Regions from separate parts of the Mus musculus genome. Here all the other regions are linked to region 3. Evidence: chromatin contacts called from public Hi-C and HiChIP or PLAC-seq data. All regions are on one chromosome and are shown on one strand. Each heading gives the region's core, a stretch centred on a gene start, on an enhancer-like site or on the middle of the called end of the contact. The rest is flanking DNA. Distances are from core to core; before and after follow the strand shown. Region 1 has its middle 10 kb from the start of Gm31600. Region 2 has its middle 6.3 kb from the start of Gm40918. Region 3 has its middle 13 kb from the start of Gm47754.

The links. A called contact is a pair of places that touch in the nucleus more often than the background predicts. HiChIP or PLAC-seq counts read pairs in DNA pulled down with a chosen protein or histone mark.
Region 1: an H3K4me3 HiChIP or PLAC-seq map of bone marrow-derived macrophages shows a contact between it and region 3, with 3 times the contacts expected there. The contact joins two enhancer-like sites. A contact is called at or near these places in 12 of 39 promoter capture datasets (the 3T3-L1 cell line, 3T3-L1-derived adipocytes, the C10 cell line and 8 more), 2 of 484 Hi-C or Micro-C datasets (bone marrow-derived macrophages and nephron progenitors), 8 of 115 datasets of contacts at active chromatin or transcription factors (bone marrow-derived dendritic cells, bone marrow-derived macrophages, embryonic forebrain and 4 more) and 2 of 9 other capture datasets (liver and pancreatic islet).
Region 2: a contact with region 3 is called in a Hi-C map of bone marrow-derived macrophages, with 41 read pairs. The contact joins two enhancer-like sites. A contact is called at or near these places in 2 of 484 Hi-C or Micro-C datasets (bone marrow-derived macrophages and nephron progenitors) and 3 of 115 datasets of contacts at active chromatin or transcription factors (bone marrow-derived dendritic cells, bone marrow-derived macrophages and pancreatic cancer cells).

The regions. Positions count from the first base shown.
Region 1 is chr13:37,769,789-37,774,307 of GRCm38.p6, forward strand. No RefSeq gene overlaps it. Among named protein-coding and RNA genes, the nearest start is that of Gm31600, 10 kb to the left of the region's middle. Within about 2 kb of position 3,118, at least 10 of the 459 cell types and tissues checked have an H3K27ac peak or open chromatin away from gene starts, as enhancers often do. A contact at or near this core is called in bone marrow-derived macrophages, where this site is marked.
Region 2 is chr13:37,738,761-37,743,403 of GRCm38.p6, forward strand. No RefSeq gene overlaps it. Among named protein-coding and RNA genes, the nearest start is that of Gm40918, 6.3 kb to the left of the region's middle. Within about 2 kb of position 1,506, at least 27 of the 459 cell types and tissues checked have an H3K27ac peak or open chromatin away from gene starts, as enhancers often do. A contact at or near this core is called in bone marrow-derived macrophages, where this site is marked.
Region 3 is chr13:37,591,915-37,596,829 of GRCm38.p6, forward strand. No RefSeq gene overlaps it. Among named protein-coding and RNA genes, the nearest start is that of Gm47754, 13 kb to the left of the region's middle. Within about 2 kb of position 3,422, at least 51 of the 459 cell types and tissues checked have an H3K27ac peak or open chromatin away from gene starts, as enhancers often do. A contact at or near this core is called in bone marrow-derived macrophages, where this site is marked.

The sequences.
Region 1 (4,519 bases), core at 1,868-4,367, 180 kb after region 3:
ATGTCCAGTGCAGCTCTGGGAGGAAAGGGTTTGTTTTGCTCACAGTTTCATATCAAAAGCAGTGAGGGCAGGAACTCACCAAGGCTGGAACCTGGAGCAGGAGCTGACGCAGAGGCTATGGAGGGGGTGCTGTTGCTTACTGGCTTGCTCCTGCCTTGCTCTGCCTGCCTTTTTATAGAGCACAGACCACCAGCCCAGGGCTGCCACCATCCACAATGGGCTGGGCCCTCCCCCATCAATCACTAATTAAGAAAATACCCTCCAGCTGGATTCTATAGAAATCTTTCCTCTCCACTAAGGCTCCCTCCTTTTAGATGACTCTAGCTTGTGTCAAGTTGACATTAAACTAGCTAGGGCACAAACAGAAAAAAAAAAAAAAAAAAAAAAGAAAGAAAGCAGAAAAGGGTCCTTGGCACATCTTTAACCTGTTTTGGGTGATTTAAGCAAAATGGGATTAAATGTTTTCCCCTCTGGTTGAAGCCTATGGTCCCAGCCATTTGGAAGATAGAAGCAAGAGGATTACTGGGGCTCAGGGGTTTAAGACCAAGCTGACCAATATAAGCAGCCTCCATCTAAAACTAATAATAAATATTTTAATTAAAAGAAAAAAATCTTTTCCCAGAACTTCTGAGTTCATGAAGTCGGTCTTGTCTGCACTTTGCTTCCTCTCTGTGTCCTTGGGAATCCCACACATGTTCCAGTTTTTCAGATCTCTATAACATATCACCAAATACTTACTGGATGATAGCGATCTTGCTCATAACCTCAATGGTATCTATACCTCAAATTAACTGCACTCATTGGATTGTCTTTGTGATAGTTTGATGATTTCCAGATGCAGATATGAATAGAAAGGGGGTGGAGACGCAGCACACTCATTCAAAATGGAACCAGAACCTCAGCTACCACATGTGTTTTAAATATATTATCCATACAATTAAGAATACAGTATTATAAACCAGCTCTACAGATCTTAGGATAAAACCAATGACAGCAAGTCTTCTAAGCCACAAAGAGGGTCTTAATAATAGAGATTCCATGGTGACACACTCTGAATATTCCTGAATATTACAAACCTTCCTTAAAAAAACAAACATGTTCCTTTCTGACATTTTTCCTTCATTCATATTCATATATATACATATATATATCCTTCCATGTATATATGAAAAAATATATATGTTCATTTTATTTTGGGAAATTTTAGAGAAATTTTTAAAAAGGTGACTTTTTGGGTCTTTTTTTTTTTTTTTTTTTTTAATTTGGTTTTTCGAGACAGGGTTTCGCTGTAGCCCTGGCTGTCCTGGAACTCACTCTGTAGACCAGGCTGGCCTCGAACTCAAAAATCCACCTGCTTCTGCCTCCCAAGTGCTAGGATTAAAGGCGTGTGCCTCCACTGCCTGGCCAAAAGGTGACTTTTAAAATACAAAATAAAGTCTAGATGTAATGACACACACCTTTATTTCCAGCACTCCATGGATAAACATCTTGACTTCCTCAAGTTCAAGGTCAGCCTGGTCCTCATAGCAAGTTCTAGGATAGCCACAACTATATACATATCATTTATATTCACTCTCTAACTCACCCAAAACCCCAAAATTAGATTATTTTAGTAACAGATAGCACAGGATTTCAGTGCAAATATTTTACTGTTTAAGAAATGAGAACTATATTTTAAATATAATCACAAACTTACCAATATTTAAATCAGCAACAATAATTCCTTAATGCTCTCTAAAGTATAATCAGTATTCCCTAAATGTATTTTTAAAAATATCAGATGTGCCTTCTCTTCCCTTTTTCTTCCTAAAAGTAGGTATAGGCTATATGTTGTGGTTGTGTGTATGAGTGGGTGTTGTGCACATGAATAAACAGGCATGTGTGCATACATGCGCATACGGAGACCAGCAGTTAATACTGGCTCTCCCCTTTAGTCTCTCTCCACTAGTTACACTCTGAGACAGGATCCCTCACTAACCATCTGGACAATAAGCTTCAGGAATACACCTTTCTCCACACCTCCCCTCAGCGTTGGAGTTACAGATTCAGACCTACTACACTCAATTTTATTTGTTTTGATTTTGAGGCAGGGTCTTACTGTGTAGCCCTATCTGGCCTTGAACTCATAGAGATCTGTCTGTCTCTGCGCCCCGAGTATTGCCTGGCCTGAACCCGTGTGCTGGTTGTCCAAACTCATGGCAAGCACTTCACTAACTGAGCCATCTCCCATACTTCATTCTCTTCCCCCTCTTTTGAGACAACTCATTTTGTAGTTCAGGCTATCCTGTAACTCAATGTATAATAAATTAGGCTAGCCTGGAACTTGTAGCTCCCCTCTTGCCTCTGCCTCCTGAGTGCCAGGATTACAGACATGTATCACCTTGTTCAACTTCTATCCTAAACATTGTTGTTGTTTTGCTTGTGAGTTGGTTGTGTTTTTCTTTTCTTTTTTAGAATTTATTAATCACATTGACAGATGAACAAACTAAAATTCAGTTTCTTTTTATTTTTAAAGATTTATTTATTACTGTATCTAAGTACATTTTAGTGGTCTTCAGATGCACCAGAAGGAGTCAGATCTCATTACAGATGGTTGTGAGCCACTATGTGATTGCTGGGATTTGAACTCAGGACCTATGGAAGTGCAGTCAGTGCTCTTAACTGCTGAGCCATCTCTCCAGCCCTTGTTTTGTTTTTCAAGACAGGGTTTCTTTGTGTAGCTCTGACTGTCCTGGAACTAGCTATGTAGAGCAGGCTGGCCTCAAACTCAGAGGATCCTCCTGCCTCTGCATCTATCTCTACCTCTGGAGTGCTGGGATTAAAGGTGTGCACCAACACCGCTGAGCTGAGCTCTCCCTTCAACTTTTACGGACAGTAGCTGGGTTTCTTGTGGTGGTGGTGGATTTTGTTTTGTTTTATATTTATTTTATTACTTTACGGGTATCAGTATTTTTGTCTGCATGGATATATGGGCACTATGTGCCCATGGGGGCCAGAAATAGGCATCAGATTCTCTGGAACTACAGTTCATACATACAGTTGCAAGGTGCCATGTGTCTGTTTTAAGGAACTCACAGAGCTGAAATCCCCTTGCAGTTCCTCTTAGGAACATTTCCTTAAATAAATGTTTAGTCATGGAATACTTTATCACAAATTCAACAATCCCCGCCTGCCGTCACTGAGATAGACCCACACTCTACACAGCAGTAGCAACAAGACTGCAGAGGGTCGTTCCTCAGGGCCTATTACCAAGGCAGCCCCTGAGAACAGAGAGCATGGTCAGGAGATCTTGATGCTAATCTCAAATAACCACTATTTAACTTTACATCCTAACTGAGCAAATTCTCCCCTGTATGCCAATGCAAAGGCTGCAAAGTGAATGAATAGGGTAGTCCAAACAACCTTGAAATTTCCTTCTGCCTTTTTGTTTTGTTTATTTGTTTGTTTTGTGAGACAGGGTTTCTCTGTGTAGCCTTGTCTGTCTTGGAACTTACTCTGTAGACCAGGATGGGCTTGAACTCACAGAGATCCACCTGCCTCTGCTTCCCAAGTGCTGGGATTAAAGGCATGCACCCCACTGCCCACTTCCTTTTTAAGATTCAATGTGTTTGATATTATATTTAACTTTGTTTTAAAAGTCTACCTTCTATATCTTCTATATCTTGTGCTCCCTGTCAACAAATTCAACCACCTGAGGGGGGGATCCCCAAATTAACAGAGCTGTACTTAATATGCAGAGACTGTTTTGCTAGTCCTTGTTTTCTAAACAATACTATGTAACAGCTTTTTAAATAGCATTTACATTGTTACAAGACACCTAGCCCAGACTGAAAGTACATAACAAAGGGCTGGGGGGGGAGCCCTGCTGGCAAAGTGCTTGCCCTGGGTTTGATCTCTAGCTCTGAAGGAAAAAAAAAGGGGGGGGGGAGTTTCCACTCCAGATCCCTGGAAGTGAAAACCAGGAGTCAAATTTCAACATCACCCTGCCCTGCATAGTTTAAAGATAGCCTGGCCTACAAGACTTGGACCAATCCTCTTTTGGTACTGACTGATGGATGCAGAGACAACTGGCTGGTTATACTGTATGTCATGGTGTTATTTGCAAAGATTAAAAACATATCTATTGCAGGAGACATTGTATCATTTGCAATCAAATAACCAAACCCTGTCCATGATGGTGCATGCCTTTGATCCCAGCACTGAGGAGGGAGCGGCCATCAGATCTGTGAGTTCAAAGCTAGCCTGGTCTACAGACTGAGGTCCAGAACAGCTAGGGTTACACACACACACACACACACACACACACACACACACACACTCAAACCTGCCTTGATAAATAAATAAGCAAATAAATAAGCAAACAAAACCAGCCCAATAGCACCCTTAAGTTGCTCATTGGCCTTTCTAAGCTTCACTATCTTAACTGAACTGCAATTCTTTGTTTTGGACAAGATCTTTCCTACAAGACAAACCTTTAAAGAGTCCTCTCTGTGATAAAATTCAGTGTCACCTCTGGAGA
Region 2 (4,643 bases), core at 256-2,755, 140 kb after region 3:
TAATAAACTAACCCAAATATGTACTAAGTTGAAGGAATAAACAAAATAGGGTATACACAATGGACTATTCTGCAGCCTTTAAGAGGAATCTGGTACATGCTGTAACATGGCTAGTCCCTGAAGATGCTGTACTCGGTTAATGAATTAACCTCTTAGGGTTTTGCTGCTGTGAAGAGACACCATGAGCAAAGCCACTCTTATTAAGGAAAACATTTACTTGGGGCTGGGTTACAGGCTCAGAGGGTCAGTCCATTATCATCAAAGCTGAAACATGGCAGCACCTAGGCAAGCATGGAGCAGGAGGAGCTGAGAGTTCATCTTGTTTTGAAGACAAAAAGAAGACTGGCTTCCAGGTAGCTAGGATGAGTGCCTTAAAGCCCACACCCACAGTGACACATTTCCTCCACCAAGGCAACATCTCCTAATGATGCTGCTATCTGGGCCAACCACATTCAAACCACCACACATTCACAATGATATTAGTGATTCTACTTATTTAAGGTGTCTGGACTGGGTCACTTTACAGATGTGATGGACTGATGAGACAGCTCAGTGGGCAAAGTGCTTGCTGCTAAGCCTAATGAAGTGAGTTCTCGTCAGGACCCGCTTGGAGGAAGGAAAGAATCCATTCCCACAGGCTGTTCTCTGACCTCCACACAAGCACTGTAGCACGTTTGTGGACAGACACACACACACACACATACACACCAGGACTGGAAGAGATGGGCATGAGAGTGCTTGGGTTCCAGATCAGGAAATGGAAGAGCTCTGGGGACAGTTGACGGTTTTGTAACAACATTGTTCTTAATATCAATAAGTTACACTGGGCGGTGGTGGTGCACGCCTTTAATCCCAGCACTCGGGAGGCAGAGGCAGAGGCAGGCGGATTTCTGAGTTCGAGGCCAGCCTGGTCTACAAAGTAAGTTCCAGGGCAGCCAGGGCTATACAGAGAAACCCTGTCTCAAAAAACATATATATATATATATATGTGTGTGTGTGTGTGTGTGTGTGTGTGTGTGTGTGTGTGTGTGTGTTACATACTTTCAAATAATCAGATCTGAAGTGAGGGGAAGCTAAAGATATGAAAGGGTGTGGTGGGGTGTGCCTTTAATTCCAGCACTTGCAAGGCCAGCCTGGTCTAGTAACAATAGAAACTCTAACAACCAAAGACAACATTCCTCATTTCTCTTTCTCTCTAAGGCTGACAACACTGGTCTGTTTCTTCACATTGGTCTCTTCTAGGTAGCGATTAGTAGATTCATGTAGGGATGTGTGTGTGTGTGTGTGTGTGTGTGTGTGTGTGTCATGTTGTGTTTTAGTTTGCTTTCTACTGCAGTGATAATACCATGACTAAAAGCATCTTGGAGAGGAAAGGACTTATTCAGCTCACCCATGCCAGTCACAGTCCAGCATGAAGTGAAGACAGGGCAGAGACTCATGCCGGAACCTGGAGGGCGATGCTGAGACAGTGGACTTGGAGAAACGCTGCCTACTGGCTAGTTTTCTGAGGCTTATTCTGCTATTTGATAAAACTCAGGATCACTTGCCAGGGGTAGCACCACCCACAGTGGGCTGGGCCCTCCTGAGTCAATAATTCATCAAGAAAATGCCCCACGGGCAAACCTAATGGAAGCAATTCCCTCTTGCTTCCCCTGGCATTGGCATTCCCTCTTTTTAGGTGATTCTGGCTTGTGTCAAGATGTGACAAAAAACAAGCTAACTAACCAGCACACGTATGTATGTATATATGTTTGTGTGTATATATGTGTGTGAGGTGCATGTATACATGTGTGTATATTTGTGTGTTTGCATGTTATGTATATATGAACATGGGAGTGGCTTACTGTTTTTAACATAGACTTTAGTTTTCAGGCATGTTGTACTTTGTCTGACTTCCTTTTAGATCCAGGAACACTCCCGGGCTATACTTCTCATACCTCTTTCTCCATCTATCCTTTAATACTCTGGGGTTGCTTCCGCCTTTCAGCTATCGTGTGCAGTGTGCCTGAGTGTGTGAATGTTCAATGGAAATTATAAGAATCAGTGATCCCTGAGAGTCTAGAAAAATGAAGGAGGTGACCTCTCTCTCTCACTAGTTCTGAGAAATCATTTCTTTTACGGAGTCAGAAATGTAAGAGCAGGAAGTGATTATAAAACCATCATCTCTATTTATTTATAGACCAGGAAGCAGACACCGAGCAACTACACAGGGTAGTTTATAAACTGTGCGGTCTCTTGCACAGAGAGGGGGTGCTGGAAAGGACCCTTCTCCCACGAAAAATTATCTGCATGGCTTATCACACCACATACCTCAAATTCCCTGCAGTAGAAAAAATATATTAATTTAGATGAAGACACTGGCAATACTACCAGGAATCTCCCAGGAAAATATAAATAGCTCTGCAGGAAAGTCACTGCTGACCCACAATCCATTGTCTTGAAAGACTGGTTTTCCACAGAACAAGAAGCTAGAGTAGATGCTGAGGGAACAGAGCTGTACCGGTTTTGGGGGGGGGGGGGCAGGAGATGTGTCGTGTGTAATTCTGAGTGCAGATGCTCCATAGGATATGGCTGCCTCATTCAGGATCCAGGCATCTGGCAGTCACCTGTATCAAATTCGGAGGCTAAAGATGTGAAAGGGTGTGGTGGGGTGTGCCCTTAATTCCAGCACTAGCAAGGCAGAGGCAGATGGATATCTCTGAATTCAAGGCCAGCTTGGTCCATTCTAGGCTAGCTAGAGCTGTATAAGGAGATCTTATCTCAAGAAGGGACAAGAAAGAAAAGAGGCTCAAGAGGTGTGGTGGCACATACCTGTCATCCTAGCATTTGCTCTGCATAGCAAGACTCCATCCTTTGAAGGGGGAGTGGGGCTGGGCGTGCATGCCTTTGAGCCCAGGAGATAGGCAGATCTCTGTGAGTTCAAGGCCAGCCTGGTCTACATAGTAATTTCTAGGGTTACATGTAGACACTCCGTCTCAATAAAGAAGGAGGGGTTGAGAGGAGGGAAAACTTAAGACTCACAAAGTCAACCTAACAGTATATTGTGCTTCATACATGCCTCCCATAAGTGACTTCCTGCTGTGACTCAAGTCTAATTTTGAAGGTTTTTCTCCACCATCTAAGTAAGGCATACTCATGATTTTTTTTTTTTTTAAGCAAAAACTTTCCTTAACAAAGTAAGGAAATCATTTTGTTTCCACAAGTTCAAACTTGCATGCACCTGTGTCCATGGTGGCACTGAAACTGTTCCATCAGTAAAATGCAACTTTCTGGAGCCAAAAAGAAGTCCCTTTTGGCGTAGCACAAACAGTGACAGATTTCTCCGATCAGAAACGAGTCTCCTGCTAAAGCTAATGCTGCCACCATGTTAGCTCGCTCAGTGGCAAGGCTGATCCAGGTGTTTCCACCTCCAGGTCCCCTCGTGGCAGGTTTTCACCTATTTGGGGAACAACAGGAAGTTCTGGAAACAGAGTAAGACCCGACTAAGGGAAGCAATGTGTCTACAAACTGACAACATCCACAATGAACGATAGTATACAATCCCAAAGTCCAAGTAAGACCAGAAACACTCCTGGCTGAGGGATAGCTCACTGGTAGCGTGTACCTCACCAGCAAACTTAGAGCTGACTTCTGCTCCATTCCTGGGGTGAAAGGGGTTGAGGGAAGGGAAGGAAAAGGAAGCAGCACGAAAAAGTAGTTGGGCAATACAACAGGAAATCTACTTTTATGTTTACAGAGAAGTCAAGAAGATATGGGAACTAAGTAATTAAAGCCAGAGATCTGAGTAATTAAGGAGGTTTATAGATATGAGTTATATGTTTATGGAACTAAGAATCACACACTGATGAGAATCCAGAAGAAAATCGGCTTTGCTTCTTATTTGTTGTTTCATATTTTGTTCTGTTTTTTTTTTTTTTTTCAGTTTTTTGAGACAGAGACTCCTGTGTCTCAGCCTAGCCTATTATATAGCCTAGCTCCTAGACCCTAGGACCACTTTGAAATCTTATCCTCCTGCATCTAGTTACCAACTGCTAGGATTGTAGGCATGCACTACTGTGCGGAGCCCTGAAAACAATTCCGTAGGCCCTGCTTATCTAAAGCTTCCACACCCAAAGATCCGATCAACCAAAGATGGAAAGTATCTGGGGGGAGGTGAGAGGCACACACACCTGGAGCAAACACATGTGGACTCTTTTCATTCTTCCTTAAATAGTACCATGCAACAAAGATTTATATAGCCCTTGCATTTACTAGGTAGTTTAAGTCATCTATAAAGTATCTAAAGGAAATGGAAAGATATACATAGATTATATGCAGAGACTATGCCACATTAGTATATAAGCTCTATGGACTTGACTGAATATTCATAGATTTTAGTACTGTGGGGAGGGGGTTGGGAGGTTGGGTCTTGTAATAAATCCTCCTGGAATACAAAGAGTGATGCACTATCTGATAAGCATAATCCAAAGTGACAAAATAAATTGGTAACAATTTATCCTAAACAATAAATCAATAGCTGTAACTCCTAACATTCATCCAGTTCCCTTTGGGGTTGTGCTTAGATTATGTTGCAAGTTAACCAAGTCAACACACCCCAGGAGGCTAGCCTCAAATTGCCTTTAACATCCTCCCCCAGAGGCCTT
Region 3 (4,915 bases), core at 2,172-4,671:
TAGTCCTGACCCAGGGTGCTCATGGCTCCCACGCAAGGCAAAGACATAGCTCCTTTAGCTGTGACTAAAATGGATGGTGATCAGGAGGATTGATGTGGAAGGTGTCTTTTCCCGGCAGAGCCCTGGAGGAAGCCAGGTACTACAGCTGGGACTTGCAGAGAGCTGTTAAGGGACAGAAAGGGGCAATCTGGTGGAGCACTCTGGCCACTGAACTGACATCCCGAGAGATGAGACGTCCCGTCTTTATTCGGGACTCAGGCTTGCCCCCTTGTCTCTAACCAGATGCCTGCAGAACATTCTCTTTGGCTCCCTTTAAGCATACTCAGAGATTCCGTTCAGTTCCTTTTTCTGTTGGCTGTGCTGTAGACAGGGATGGGCCCCGCTACCCTCCACACCCTGGGACTATCCATCCGGAAGTACTGAGTCAACAGCCCTTGCTCAGAATCTACCTCAGTCTTTTCCCACACCTCAGAGAAACTGGTCCCAGGAATGAGGTGGGGCAGCAGGAAGAGAGGGCTAGGTGTGTGCCTGCAGATCTTGGAGATGGGAGGGAACTGGGATCAGGAGCCTGGGCTGTTTCCTTGCACAGGGATGCCTAGAGAGCCTGGAGCACACCTTTGTGGATTTCAGCCCAAGAGTCTAGCTGTGTAAGTCTGAGATCTGGAGAATCCATGTTTCTCATCAGCTCCCAGGGAAGCAGAGCCCTCCAGGATCACCCTTCAGGAATACTATTCCATAGAAAAAACCACAAGAGGTTTTCAGGAGAAAAAAAAAAAAAGATAAATTTAGCCATGATTTATAGAATGCCCAGCCCCAGGCTAAGGGAGTTGTGTGGAATAATCTCTCTTTAATCCTCACGCAGCTCTGGATTGTGAGTGTGTGTCTGTTTAGAACAAGACTTAGGAAGACTGAAAAACTCGCTTAAAGAATATAACTTAAGAGTGATCCTTGGCCTAACAACCTGACTCTACTGCCTGAACTATAAAGAGAATTTTCAAGGGGATGAATTGGCAAGGTCTGATTCTGGTCCGTTATCAGTGACAGCTAGTGGAAGAATCAAGGACTTCCTAGCACAGCTGAGCACCCAAATATTCAGCAGCAAAGGAGGCGCCTGCAGCCATAACTAGATCCAGTAGGATCACAGGGCCCTTGAACGTCTGCGGACCAATAATAATCTTAGAAAAAAAATTAAAGGGCCAGGTAACACACATGTCCAGCTTGAGGGTAACCCTGGATTCAGCCTCTGAGAATGCCAAAACGTATGTGCATGTGTGTGTGTGCACACATACATAATTTCATTTTTAAGTTTTAAATAGGAGTCTGAAAGACATGGTAGCAAATACCTATGACCCCAGCACATAGGAAATGAAGGCAACAAGATCAAGTGTTAGATGGCAGCTGGGCTACATTCTGTCTCAAAGGATGGGGACACACACACACACACACACACACCACAGGATATAATGATGTAAACATGTAATCCCAGCACTAGGAGATAGAGGCTGAAGGACCAGAAGTTAAAGATTGTCTTTGGCCATCGGGTAAGGTTGAAGTCAGCCTGGACTACAAGAGGCTCTGTTTGTGTTTATTTTCTCTTTTAAAGCCCCTCAAAATTCATAAACAATAAATAAATAGAATTGAGGAGCCTGTCTGTCTCTCCCCGATTAAGAACACATAGAAACAGCCATCTATGAGGAATAAGCCATCACCATGATCGAATCTTCTGATACTTTGCCCTTGGATGTCTTTGTCTTCGTTGCCTTAAATTCTGTTGTTTACCAACTTATTATTTAAAAAAACAACAACAACAAAAACCTATCACAACATAAAGGAGTGTAACCGTTGGTATCAGGACCTCCAAAACCAGTGATGTCACGTAATCAGGGCCTGCAGGCCTGATGCCAAGACAACAGCCACCATATTCCCAGAATCCACTTGGCTCACCTCCCACCTTTACCTGTGTTACATCATCACTCATATATAAAGAAAGGCCCCCGATTGCTCGCTCTCTCTCTTTTTCTCTCTCTCTCTCTCTTTCTCCCCCCCCCCCTCTCCCCCCTTCTCTTTCCGCCACCACCTTGCCCCTCTTTCTCCCAATAAACCTCATGTAGAACTGTTTGGCCTGGTGTCATCCTTCTGAAGCCGCGAGGCATTCAAGATCATAACAGCAACAGTCTTACTACCTTCATTTATCTAAAGTCTCTGCGCTTTAGTATAAAATCTTTCCCGAAACAAATGAACAAAAAAACCTCTATCATGTCTCCTCTTCTCCCACACAATAACCCAACACTCTCCGTGCTGCTCTGCCCAAGATAAGTGGCAACTGCATTAACGATTGGCCCAGCGAGACATGACTGCTGGCGGAGTTGTGGCACACACACCACTGGAGTAAACAACTACTTCCTGGTTGGATTTGAGTCCCACTCCACAAGATGAAGCCCTTACCTGACACCATTATTAGGCCAAGAATGGTGCTTAGACGGGTCATAGGCCCTAAGGGAGAACTACTGCAATCATGCTGCTAAGTGGGCACAGTACTAAATTGAATCCCATTGACTTATCCCATAGATCAACCCTCATCTGAGAAACTTCTATTTGCAATAGATGATAATTAATACAATGACTCACACCTAACTAGAGTGCACAGAATATGAAAGTGCAGAATGTTTAGTTGTAAAGGAAATATATGAGTGTGTGTGTGTGTGTGTGTGTGTGTGTGTGTGTGTACGTGTGTGTTAAGAACCTTCTGGACACAGCAGACAGCTGCACAAATGCACTCACAGTGCTGGTTGTGACTGTACACACAAAACCCATGCAAGCCCAAGCCAGACCAAATCCTAGTACAGAGATGGGAACTGGGCATCCAACCCACCCCAAGCCACGAAGCCACTGGTAATTGTTATCCACTGGGAGGAGGAGAGATGGTTGTCTCTAAGAGCATAGATCTTGGTAAGTCAGCCACACCCCAGTGGAAGATCATATTTCAAGAATATCTCGGGCAGCACAAATTGGTCCTTATGGCTTGTCCTTTTTTTTTAAGGACACAAAACTGAGTAGATAGCAAAGGACGGTGGGACAGGGGAATGACTATGATCAAAACACATTGTTATGAAACTCAAAAATCTCAAAGCACTAATAAAAATTTAATTAAAAAGTAGTGGCTAATTTGCCTAAATTTTCATCATCATTATTATTGAAGTATAATAAACAAGATCCACAATAAAGCAGGGCTTGGGGGTTGCACTGTGGTGTCAGAACTGAGAGAAACGGGGCTGAGAACTCTCCCTGTGAAATGTTATAAACAACAAAAGAAGTAGGGTGAGTTACCTTTGGATGACCACAGTTACAGCAGAGGCAGAGCAGCAGTTTGACTTAACACCCTTACCAGAGGGAAGCCCCGGGGAGGATCCTAACTCAAGCTCTTCTGGGAAGAAAGTCCCTGAAAGAATGTCACACAGAGTTAAAGCTTGACCCGCAGTTTCCGTCCCAACTGCTGACTTCCTCAGTTTTAGAGTCTCCTTGTGGCAGATGTCACAGCGGATCACAAAGACTGTTGAATGTGCTTAAATAATTTGCTGTCTAGCAAAACGAACCACGGGGGACGGAGCTGTTTCCCTGTAGGAGGTACCCTCTCTCAGAGCTTAGGGATCCTTCCAACCTGTGCACCGTATCCTGGTCACTAAGTGCCTTACCCTTGCATAGGGAGCAAAGACTCTCTCACTTTGGGCTCCTGGAAAGGTTAGGCTGTCCTTTGAGTTCCAGTTCAGCCTGTGCAGAGACATAGCGGCCTTTGGGGCCCATGGACAGCTTTTCTAAGCATCCTTTCTAAACTTCCATGAGCTCCTGACCCTTAGGATCTTAGGGGCCATAGTTTTCAGAAAATGAAATCTGGATTAAAATACATTCATTTGCACTTGGTTTCTCAGACCTTAGAGACCAGTCTCAGGACATTGCACTTTACAGAAGGTTTTTCTCTTTTTCTCTGCTCGTCCTTTAAGTGGCAGAAGGGAGTTAAGACAGGATCTTTCTTCTCTAGAGATATCTGACCTACAACCCTACAGCCTCCCTCTTCAGTTCCCATGCAGATGGGTCCCAGTTAAACTTCTGCTTTTAGAGGCTGGCATGGTGGGGACAATTTGCAGCCAGGACCTGGAGGGCTGAGGTGGGAAGATTATGAGGTTTTGGCCAACTCGGGCTACATAGCGAGATCTTGGCCATAAAATAAAATAAAATAAAATAAAATAAAATAAAATAGGCACCTGCTGAGACAAAAGAAATTCTAGCATTTCCAAAAAAACAACCAAACTACAAGAAAAACAATCAAACAATAACATCAACCACAAAAACCCAAAAATCTATAAACTGAGAAACCATTTAAAATGTCCTCAGCTAGAGTAGCCGTGTTCACATTGAATATGTAAAAAGTTGGTGTATTTTAATTTTCCACAAGAAGCTGATGGGACTGTATGCCCATATTCAGTTTAGCCCAATGGAAAGCCAACACAGCCAGCCTTCACACCTGAAAGGAATTGTTTCTATGAACTAACTCTTATGGCCACGTTTTACAGTATAAAACGAAGTGGTATTTGCATATAAGATATATACAGCCTCCTCTAAACTTCAAATCATCCCAATATGCCTTTTGATAGTGAACGTGATGTAAAGACAATTGCTGCCCTGTTGTGTTGAGGGAATAAAGACACACACAAAAAGTCTGGGTGTGTTCCGAACAGACAACTTTGTTTCCCTGCATCTTTTTTATCAGTAGGTGGTGGAATCTCTCGATGCCCACAGGTTAGAAGGCTAACTGTACGAGTCACATATGCTTGTGATTTTAAATTTGCTGGTAGCCACATTAAAAGTAAAAAGTAACAGATGAAATCAATTTTAGAAACATATTTTATTTACCCAACAT